Linked DNA regions of Hordeum vulgare: regions 2 and 3 are each linked to region 1. A link is a contact called in public Hi-C data. All regions are on one chromosome and are shown on one strand. The core of a region is the stretch at or near the end of the contact, and the rest is flanking DNA. Distances in the headings are between cores, read along the strand shown. Region 1 holds the start of LOC123444249 (V-type proton ATPase subunit B 2-like). Region 2 holds the start of LOC123440163 (polyamine oxidase 1). Region 3 holds the start of LOC123444247 (WD-40 repeat-containing protein MSI4-like).

The links. A called contact is a pair of places that touch in the nucleus more often than the background predicts.
Region 2: a contact with region 1 is called in a Hi-C map of seedling, with 2.8 times the contacts expected there. The contact joins the promoter of LOC123440163 here to the promoter of LOC123444249 in region 1. A contact is called at or near these places in 2 of 6 Hi-C or Micro-C datasets (leaf and seedling).
Region 3: a contact with region 1 is called in a Hi-C map of seedling, with 5 times the contacts expected there. The contact joins the promoter of LOC123444247 here to the promoter of LOC123444249 in region 1. A contact is called at or near these places in 2 of 6 Hi-C or Micro-C datasets (leaf and seedling).

Annotation. Positions count from the first base shown.
Region 1 is chr3H:458,924,515-458,927,214 of MorexV3_pseudomolecules_assembly, reverse strand. LOC123444249 (V-type proton ATPase subunit B 2-like) reads right to left here and starts at 1,351. Exons shown (of 15, transcript XM_045120914.1): 1 at 1,239-1,351; 2 at 243-322; 3 at 87-142; 4 at 1-11. The coding sequence starts at 300.
Region 2 is chr3H:458,389,475-458,392,255 of MorexV3_pseudomolecules_assembly, reverse strand. It overlaps LOC123440163 (polyamine oxidase 1), which reads left to right and starts at 1,399. Exons shown (of 2, transcript XM_045116736.1): 1 at 1,399-1,678; 2 at 1,766-2,781. The coding sequence starts at 1,837.
Region 3 is chr3H:458,248,145-458,250,844 of MorexV3_pseudomolecules_assembly, reverse strand. LOC123444247 (WD-40 repeat-containing protein MSI4-like) reads right to left here and starts at 1,322. Exons shown (of 15, transcript XM_045120912.1): 1 at 991-1,322; 2 at 303-366; 3 at 65-151. The coding sequence starts at 1,307.

The DNA.
Region 1 (2,700 bases), core at 102-2,601:
TATTTAGGACCCTAAAATTACAGCTTCAGGATCAAAAAATTACTATCAAATATTAAATCACGCAAAGTGGTGTGAAGTGAGGATACCTTCACTTTATCAAGAATCACAAGAGGACCAGCAACTCCAGAAACTGTCCTATACTCTGCAATACAAAGAGAACTGTTAGCAGGTGTTGATTATCTTCACTAGATTATCACTGATGTGAAGATACACTCATATGGAGATAAAGGGAAAGTGCATACCCATCCCGATTTCAAGGGTCCCTTCCTCCATGTCGACATTGCCATTAGCAACAACCATGTTCTTGAAATTTAGGAGAAGCCTGATATACCAACATCAACAGATTAGACTAAGCTAACATAATACATTTCAAATCAAGGAAATCCTTCGATCACTGCTAGTTCAATTACTAAAATTACTCTTTAATGCTTGTATCTTTTCATGCCCCACAGTGCTCTAGGAAATTGATTAACAAAGCTGCCGGGCATATAAAACACCGGAATCGTGATCTAACACATTTGTCACTGGAACTGTATACTCTCCGGAATATAAGCTAGATAATGGTATTCGAATAAAAAATATCAACCGTACCCTGAAAAAGTTATGGTTTCGATTACATGGGGAATATAGAAGCCAGTTACGACTTACTTAGTCCCGTTTATTGGCAAGTGGTACTAGTAGTTCAGAAACAAAAGCTAGCTAGCACAACACGACGATCATGTGAGCTATGTCGGCATTACTAGCTCTAATTTCACATACATGGGAGACCGTAACCACGCACCAAGCTCACTATAAGGCACAGTTTCAGAACACCAAAACAGACTCAACAGCTACCAAAATCTGGGCCTTACATCGGTTCTTCAGCAACACCATAAAGCTCCTAGAGACAGCAAAGCTCTGACGATCCCGTCCCTCCCTCACCGTGTCGTTGACTAGTCGACAGACTTCTACATCGGTTGATCCCATGACCGAACTCCGGAGACATCGCAGACTGCACGCGCACGCAGAGGAAGACACATGACCGGGCGAAAAATGCACGAGAGCCTGAAAACCTGCCCCCAACGGAGCCGATTCGAAACGCAGAATTGCTGCCCGGTGCCACCGGCCTGCTCGTTCTTACAAGAAACTCAAATGAGCAAATCTCTAGCGCGCGCGAGAGAGAGAGCTTAAACGTGCCGAACCGATCGAGCGCGGAGGAGGAAGAGGAGGAGGGCGAGATCCGAGCGGCGCGCGCGTACCTCGGATTCGATCGGAAGCGCAGGCGCGGCGGAGCTTGGCTGTCGCCTGTGGGCGGCTTCAAGGATCGCTCACGATGTGTCGTTCCCCCGGGCTCTGTGGCTGGCGATGCGATTTGATTTGATTAGCTGCTTTGTCCAGCGACGTTCTCTGATCCGTGATCTCGAAAGATCTTGACCGTCCGCCTGGTGCGATAGGTTGTCGTGGACGGTGTAGATCGACGCGACCTAGTAGATCTGCTTGAGTGGGTCCCACCGAGAGGAGGCGCCTGGAGTAGAAGTCGAGCGGCTCACGTTGCCCACGTGTAGCAGAGCTGTCGGGAAGACCCGAAGGGATTCCTTCCTCTTTTCTTTTTTTTGAAGTTTAAGGATTCCTTCTTTCTTGATGATTCAGGCCTATTCAAGTTTTTTTCTTTCTAAAAGGCCTATTCAAGTTTTCTTTTTAAACTCGGCCAAGTTTTAACTGATTGATGCACTCAGCCTTATTTATCACTAGCAGCACAACCCGTGCATTGTAAAGAAAAAAAATCATAATCTTCAATGACCATAATCATATTTTGCTGCATCACCGAGATACACCATTATTTTTATTTTCGTGAAATTGTGAGCAATTTTTGAAGATCATGAATATATTTTTAAACTCGTAAACATATTTGAAATCATCAACGTTTTCAAATTCGACATTTTCTAGAATCATGAACATTTTTTGAATTCATGAACGTTTTATACCATTTGCAAACAAATGTTTTTAAATGCAAACATTTCTTTAAACAATTTTATTGAGTAGGCGAATATTTCTAGAATCAACGAACATTTTCTGAAATTGATAAAAAAATGAAATGCATGATTTTTTTGAATCAGCGAACATTTCATGAAGCAATAAACTACTTTTTAATTTACGAACAGATTTCTAATTTTTAGGATATTTTTTAATTCATGATTTTTTTAATTTGAGAATATTTGTTCAATTTCATTGGCATTTTTTAACACATGAACTTTAGAAAAAAAATCATGAATGTATTTTTTAATTCATTAATGTTCAATAATCAGCAGATTTTTTTGAAAATCACAAATATTTTATAAATCCACAAACATTTATGAATTATGAAATATTTTATTTCGAAATTATCATTTCTTAATTTGAAAACTTTAATGAATTTTCAATTTATTTAAAGTAGAACAAAAATGATGGAAAAGAAAAATAAAACATAAAAACGAAATTTAAAAAGCAGGTCACACGTACATGTGCCGGCCCAAAAGAAGCGTGGTGTGTCTTCACCTAGCGTGGAGCGCACTATAAAAGGTTCCTACTGAATGGGCCGGCCCAGTCCCAGATTTCTCTTTGTAAAACATTTTTTTATCACTTATATGTTATTTTGCAAATTTAGGGATAGTTTCGATAACAAACGGACATAAGCACTCCTTCCTCCATTAATAGGTAAAGATATCAAAGTTCATCATTCAA
Region 2 (2,781 bases), core at 150-2,649, 540 kb after region 1:
CTCCCTCCTCCGGCCACCTCCGTCCCAGCCAAGCGCAGATCTGGGACCCTCCCAGCGTCCTCTCTCCATCCATCCCGAAGCCTGGCGCCGTCTTCACCGGCTCTCTCCCCGCGGCGGAGTTCGAATCGGGACCTCCCCTCTTCCTGTTCCGCTCTCGTGCGGCCGTGTCGGGCCGCACTGGGGCGCCCCTGCGGGCTCGAGCAGGTCCCTCGCGCCTCCCTCTCCATTCGCCGCCGCTGGAGGCGTCGCGGGCAAAGCCATCGCAGTGCGGCAGCGGCGGGACCCCTCGGTCGCCGTCTCGAGAGCGGGGGCGGCGCTGCTCCGCTGCTCCAGGCGGTGATGCTGCGGGGCCTGCCATGGCTGCATGTTGCGGCGGAGGAAGCCGAGGCAGCGTCCCAAGGTGATGATTGAAGTGGCTAGGGAGTGCGGCGGATTCGGCAGGACTGAGATCACGTGTCGTTGGGGGCTGCTGTGGTGCTGCGTGGAGGAGATGCTTGGTGGCTCTCTGGTGCCGCTGGCGCGGTGGCTTCGTGGGAGGCGTGTGGGCTAGCGGAGGTGCTGTGCGTGGGGTTGTGCTGTTGGGAGGTGCTCCGGGTGAAAGCTTGCCGGGCAAGAGCTTGCCAGCCGACGGTGTCGGCGTCTGTGGACGTCATCTCACCATCTTGGAGGCACCGTTGAGGAGTTCTCTCCCTACACACCCTCGGATCCAGTTCTTCGGGTGAAAACCTTAGGCCCAGTTGGGCTGGACGACGGCGTCGGCATCGTCGCTTCCTCCTTGGGGGCGTCCTCTTGAAGAGCTTTGGATTTCGATTGCCCTCTCCAGGGGCTAGACGCTCGCGACATTGCGGTCGTTTGGGGCTCGTCCGACAATGCGGATGATCTGCGCGGCTTCTTGTGTGGCAACGATGGCCCCTTCAAGCTGAGAAGGTTTTGATGTTGGGTTCTGATAGTCGGTCTCGTCCGGCGTGTCCGACGGGTCACCGTGCCTCTCTTGTCTTCTGAAGTCGGAGCTGTTTGAGGGGGATCCTTGCGGCGACGATGACGTGAAGATGGGTGGTCGGTTCTGGCGCTGACTCGGCACAGGTCCAGTGTTTTTCTTCCTTCAATACTCGTCGACTGAGTCGAAGCTGTCTGGTCGCCGGCGCGTGTGGTGAAATGTTTGGCGTTGTCCGACGCATGCCTCTACGCTTGTCTGTGGTGGAGGCTACATCGGTGGTCGTCGATGGTGAAGTCGGAGTCGTCCTCGCGGAGGCGTGATGACGATGACGCCGGGTTACAACCTCGACAGAGCTCTTTCCCTAGACGGCGTGTGTGCGTTATTGTGAAGGTTGTCAGGTCGCCTTGTATGGCCTGTTGTGGCGGGCGCATTGTGACCATTTTAACCCGGTTTTTCCATTATTAACCGGACAACTCTCTTCAATCTTTTTTAATGAGATTCGTACCTCTAAGGACCGCATTTAGAAAATAAAAATCGTCCGTATGACCGATTTTTTTCAATGCGCGGCTAATTCAGTGCCTCCGTTGGAAGCCGAGATCATCGGCTTCGGCTTCTTCTCAACTATTTACTCGTCAAAGAACCGGAGATCGGAGACACGGACGACGAGGAGGCGATGGTCGCGCGAGACGACGAATCAACGGCGGCGGCGGTGGTTGATTTGAGGGCTGAGGCGTGGGCAAAGTATGTTTTTCTAACCTTCTTCTTTAGCAGTGCCGGCGTTCATTTTTGTGAAGGAAAGTCACCTCTGAATTCCCTTCTCAACGACAGAGGATCAGGCTCCGGGAGTGACAACTGACCAGTGCGAAAACGTCGGCGAGCCGCGGGCGCGGCAGGCGAGGATGGTTGAGAAGAAGCCGCGGATTGTCATAGTGGGCGCTGGCATAGCCGGACTCTCGGCGGCGCAGCAGCTATGCGGCGCCGGCCGGGAAAAGTTCGAGGTGGTGGTGGTGGAGGCTGGCTGCCGCGCTGGCGGCCGGGTGTTCACGTCTGAGTTTGCCGACCATCGTCTCGAGATGGGCGCTACGTGGGTGCAGGGGATCCTCGGGAGCCCCGTGTACGCACTGGCGCGGGAAGCGGGCGCGCTCCGGGAGGAGGCCGCAGACCTCCCGTACGAGCGCATGGACGGGTTCCCTGACGGCGTCCTGACTGTCGCCGAGGGCGGCGGCGTCGTCGATGCCAACACGGTGGCCAAGCCGATCGAGGAGCTGTACAGGGGCATGATGGAGGCTGCGCGTGCCGGTGAGGCTGTCGGCGAAGGGGGCGGTGTGGAGGAGTACCTGCGCCGGGGGCTGCGAGCGTACCAGGCGAGGCGCCCGGGCGGGCGCAAGGAGCTGGAGGAGGTCGAGGAGGCGCTGCTCGGCATGCACATCAACCGGGAACGCACGGACACCTCCGCCGACGATCTCGGCGACCTTGACCTCCCGGCTGAGGGTGAGTATCGCGACTTCCCCGGCGACCACGTCACGATCCCCGGCGGGTACACCCGCGTGGTGGAGCACCTCGTGGCCGCGCTCCCGCCCGGCACTGTCCGGCTCGGCCTCCGCCTCCGTCGTCTCGACTGGGGCGAAACACCTGTGCGCCTCCACTTCGCCGGCGAGGCGACGACGACGCTCACCGCCGACCACGTCATCCTCACGGTCTCGCTGGGCGTCCTCAAGGCGAGCATCGGCAAGGACGTGTCCGCTACGGCTACGGGCGCAATCGCCTTCGACCCGCCGCTCCCGCAGTTCAAGCGTGAGGCCGTTGAGCGGCTGGGATTCGGTGTCGTGGACAAGCTGTTCATC
Region 3 (2,700 bases), core at 73-2,572, 680 kb after region 1:
AAATCATGCTATTCTGCACTGACGAAGTGAAAGTGTAATGGAAAGCCATTGAACACTGAATAACCTGTGATATGTGTTCTGCAGCTGCAACCCGTGGCTTGACAACTTCACAGTTTGCAATGACCAGGGTATTGGGGACACTCCCATCTGTCTGAAAGCACCTCAGGATGAAAAAAAAATACTATGGTTAGATCTGAATAAGAAAATATAAATACTCATTATGTAACAAAACCTAACAATCAGTCGCATATGCTAAAAATCTGTTTGTGAAAGCATTCAAACTGAGGACTTTTGAAGGTCACCTGCTCTGATAGGTAGAGGCGCTGGCGATTCTTATAGGTAGCCTGCTCAAACTGAGGACCCCACCTGTTCCCAAACAAACCAACAGATCAGCAAATAAATTAGTTGCAGAACCACTATTGAAGGTCAGAACTGCTGCAAAATCAAACAAGCATGCTTCAAAACAGAATGCCACCAATCTGAGATATTATTAGCTTCGAAGTACCAGTTGGTGAGTAAGAATGCACCACAGAGCCGATGCTCATAAAGCAATATCATCAAATCGTGCTCACTATATAGATGGCAAGCAATCATATTTACAAGATAAAATGGTTGACACTGGCAGGAGCCGCCGCATCGAAACAGCTCATCAAGGCAAGCATTACATGAACACAAACACCAAACCCCCATCTGAAATACTCGCATGCCACCACAGAAAAAATTACAGAACCCAAAACCCTAGGACCTTAGGGCAATAACTCGACCCAAAGCTTCCGCTCTGCTCACCATACCAGCCAGGCAGTAGCCACGCCACAGATCTGGAGATACCGCATGCAGTGGCTGCACAGACACAGAGCAAAACCCTAGATACGTCCGTGACGACAAAACCCTAGCCCCATATGAATCTACGCGAGCACAACGCCTGGGCCCAAGTAACGGCGGGAATGGAGAGGGGAAGCAGCAGAGGAGGCCGCAGGGAACGAGGATTACCGGCAGGAGAGGGACGGCCAGACGAGGTTGTGGTTCGCGAACCAGTCGTAGAGGACGGGGATGAGCGACTTCCATTGCGCGTACCGCTCGTCCACCGCCGCCCTCGACCCGCCTCTCTCCTTCATCTCCGCTCCGCTGCTGGCCGCCGCCGACGACTGCTCCGCCCTCGCTCTCGCTCTGTGCAGGGGGAGTGCTCTCTGGGAGTCTGTTCCTGTCTGCCTCCCGCTCGGTGCGAAGTACCAAGGCGCAGAGGAGTATCTAGGCTGCGGCTGGAGTGAAAACGGTAACAGATGCGGTGTGCAAATGGGCTGAGCCATTTCGTGTTTGGTGTCGGAGAATATTATGGGCTTCACAAAGTTGGGCTGTTTGTCTAGCTCCCGATCTTCTGGCAGACATTTTTTTTTCACCCCTCAAAAAAGAAAGCGGACATTTTTTGAGACTCATCATAAAAAAACACTGATCCTCAGAGAAAAAACACCAGGTGAGTGCACGTGCATTGCAGCGGGAAACCGTCATGTATACATGGGTGACATATTCTCGTGATACTATCAAGAATCAACTACTCAACCAAAAATGCATTCAAGTAGTTCCTTCTTTTGTCTTTTTGCGGGGAGAAAAGGAGTTTATTTCATTATGATAGATAGAGTTGTAATCAAGAGGTAAGAGTTCCTCGCCATACACAACTGTGATACACTCAGCATGGCTATATCTTATCAAACAATCTGCTACTGAGTACTTTATTTTGATCACGATGTAGTTTTTGATACAATATCATACATGCATAATGCATGCATTTGTGTAAATAAAGATATACATATGGTATATTGTTTAGTGTTACCATAAAAAGACATTGAGATGTTTGTAAATATCCCTTCATATCTACTTTCTTACAATAAAAAGGCCTAATGCTTGCGAGAATGTGTGTACTAATTAGTCAAGAAGAACACATTATTGAACTCCTTCTACGTGTTTGAGGCAAAAATTGAAAACCATATAATTATCCAATCCGATGGACATGGAATATAACTTATTCCACCGCATGTGTGCATGAGAAAAATAGTAGTACAAAATAGCTTAGCAATATTAAAACAATGATTATAAAACTGTGCAAGATAATAATGATGAGAACCCAAAAGGGAGAAGGCCCAAGCTTTTATGTACCAAGTGCAATGAAAATCATATGCATCAAATATACACGACAATCTGATTGGTGGTTGGTATCAAGTTTTTCGGGTGCTCTTTATTGGAGATATGCCCTAGAGGCAATCATGTATGATGATATTTCTTATGTGTTTATGAATAAAGATAGTCCTTCGATATTATCAATGTTGTGTATTAACAAGTACGTGACTTGTTTGTGAGACTATGCATTGTATGATGAGTGTCCTAAATGGTCCCTAGTCGAAAGGGGTGTGTGGACGCGCAATCAATCAGACTAGCATATGACACGATGGATGGTCCGGCCTCACTAACCATGTAGCATTGGGTGCTAGCTAATTAGCATTGCGGTGCGATCATAATTCTGTTAATTGCCCAACTGTGATTTGTTTACCCTAGCATAGTTGTTTATCATCTTTTGGGAGAGAGACATCACTAGTGAACGTCATGTGACTCCGGTCCATATCACCTCCATTGTTTACACCTCCATCGTTTACCGTTTTCTTTACTTTTCCGTTGCAATCACTGTTACCTTCCCGCTTGTGTTTTGAT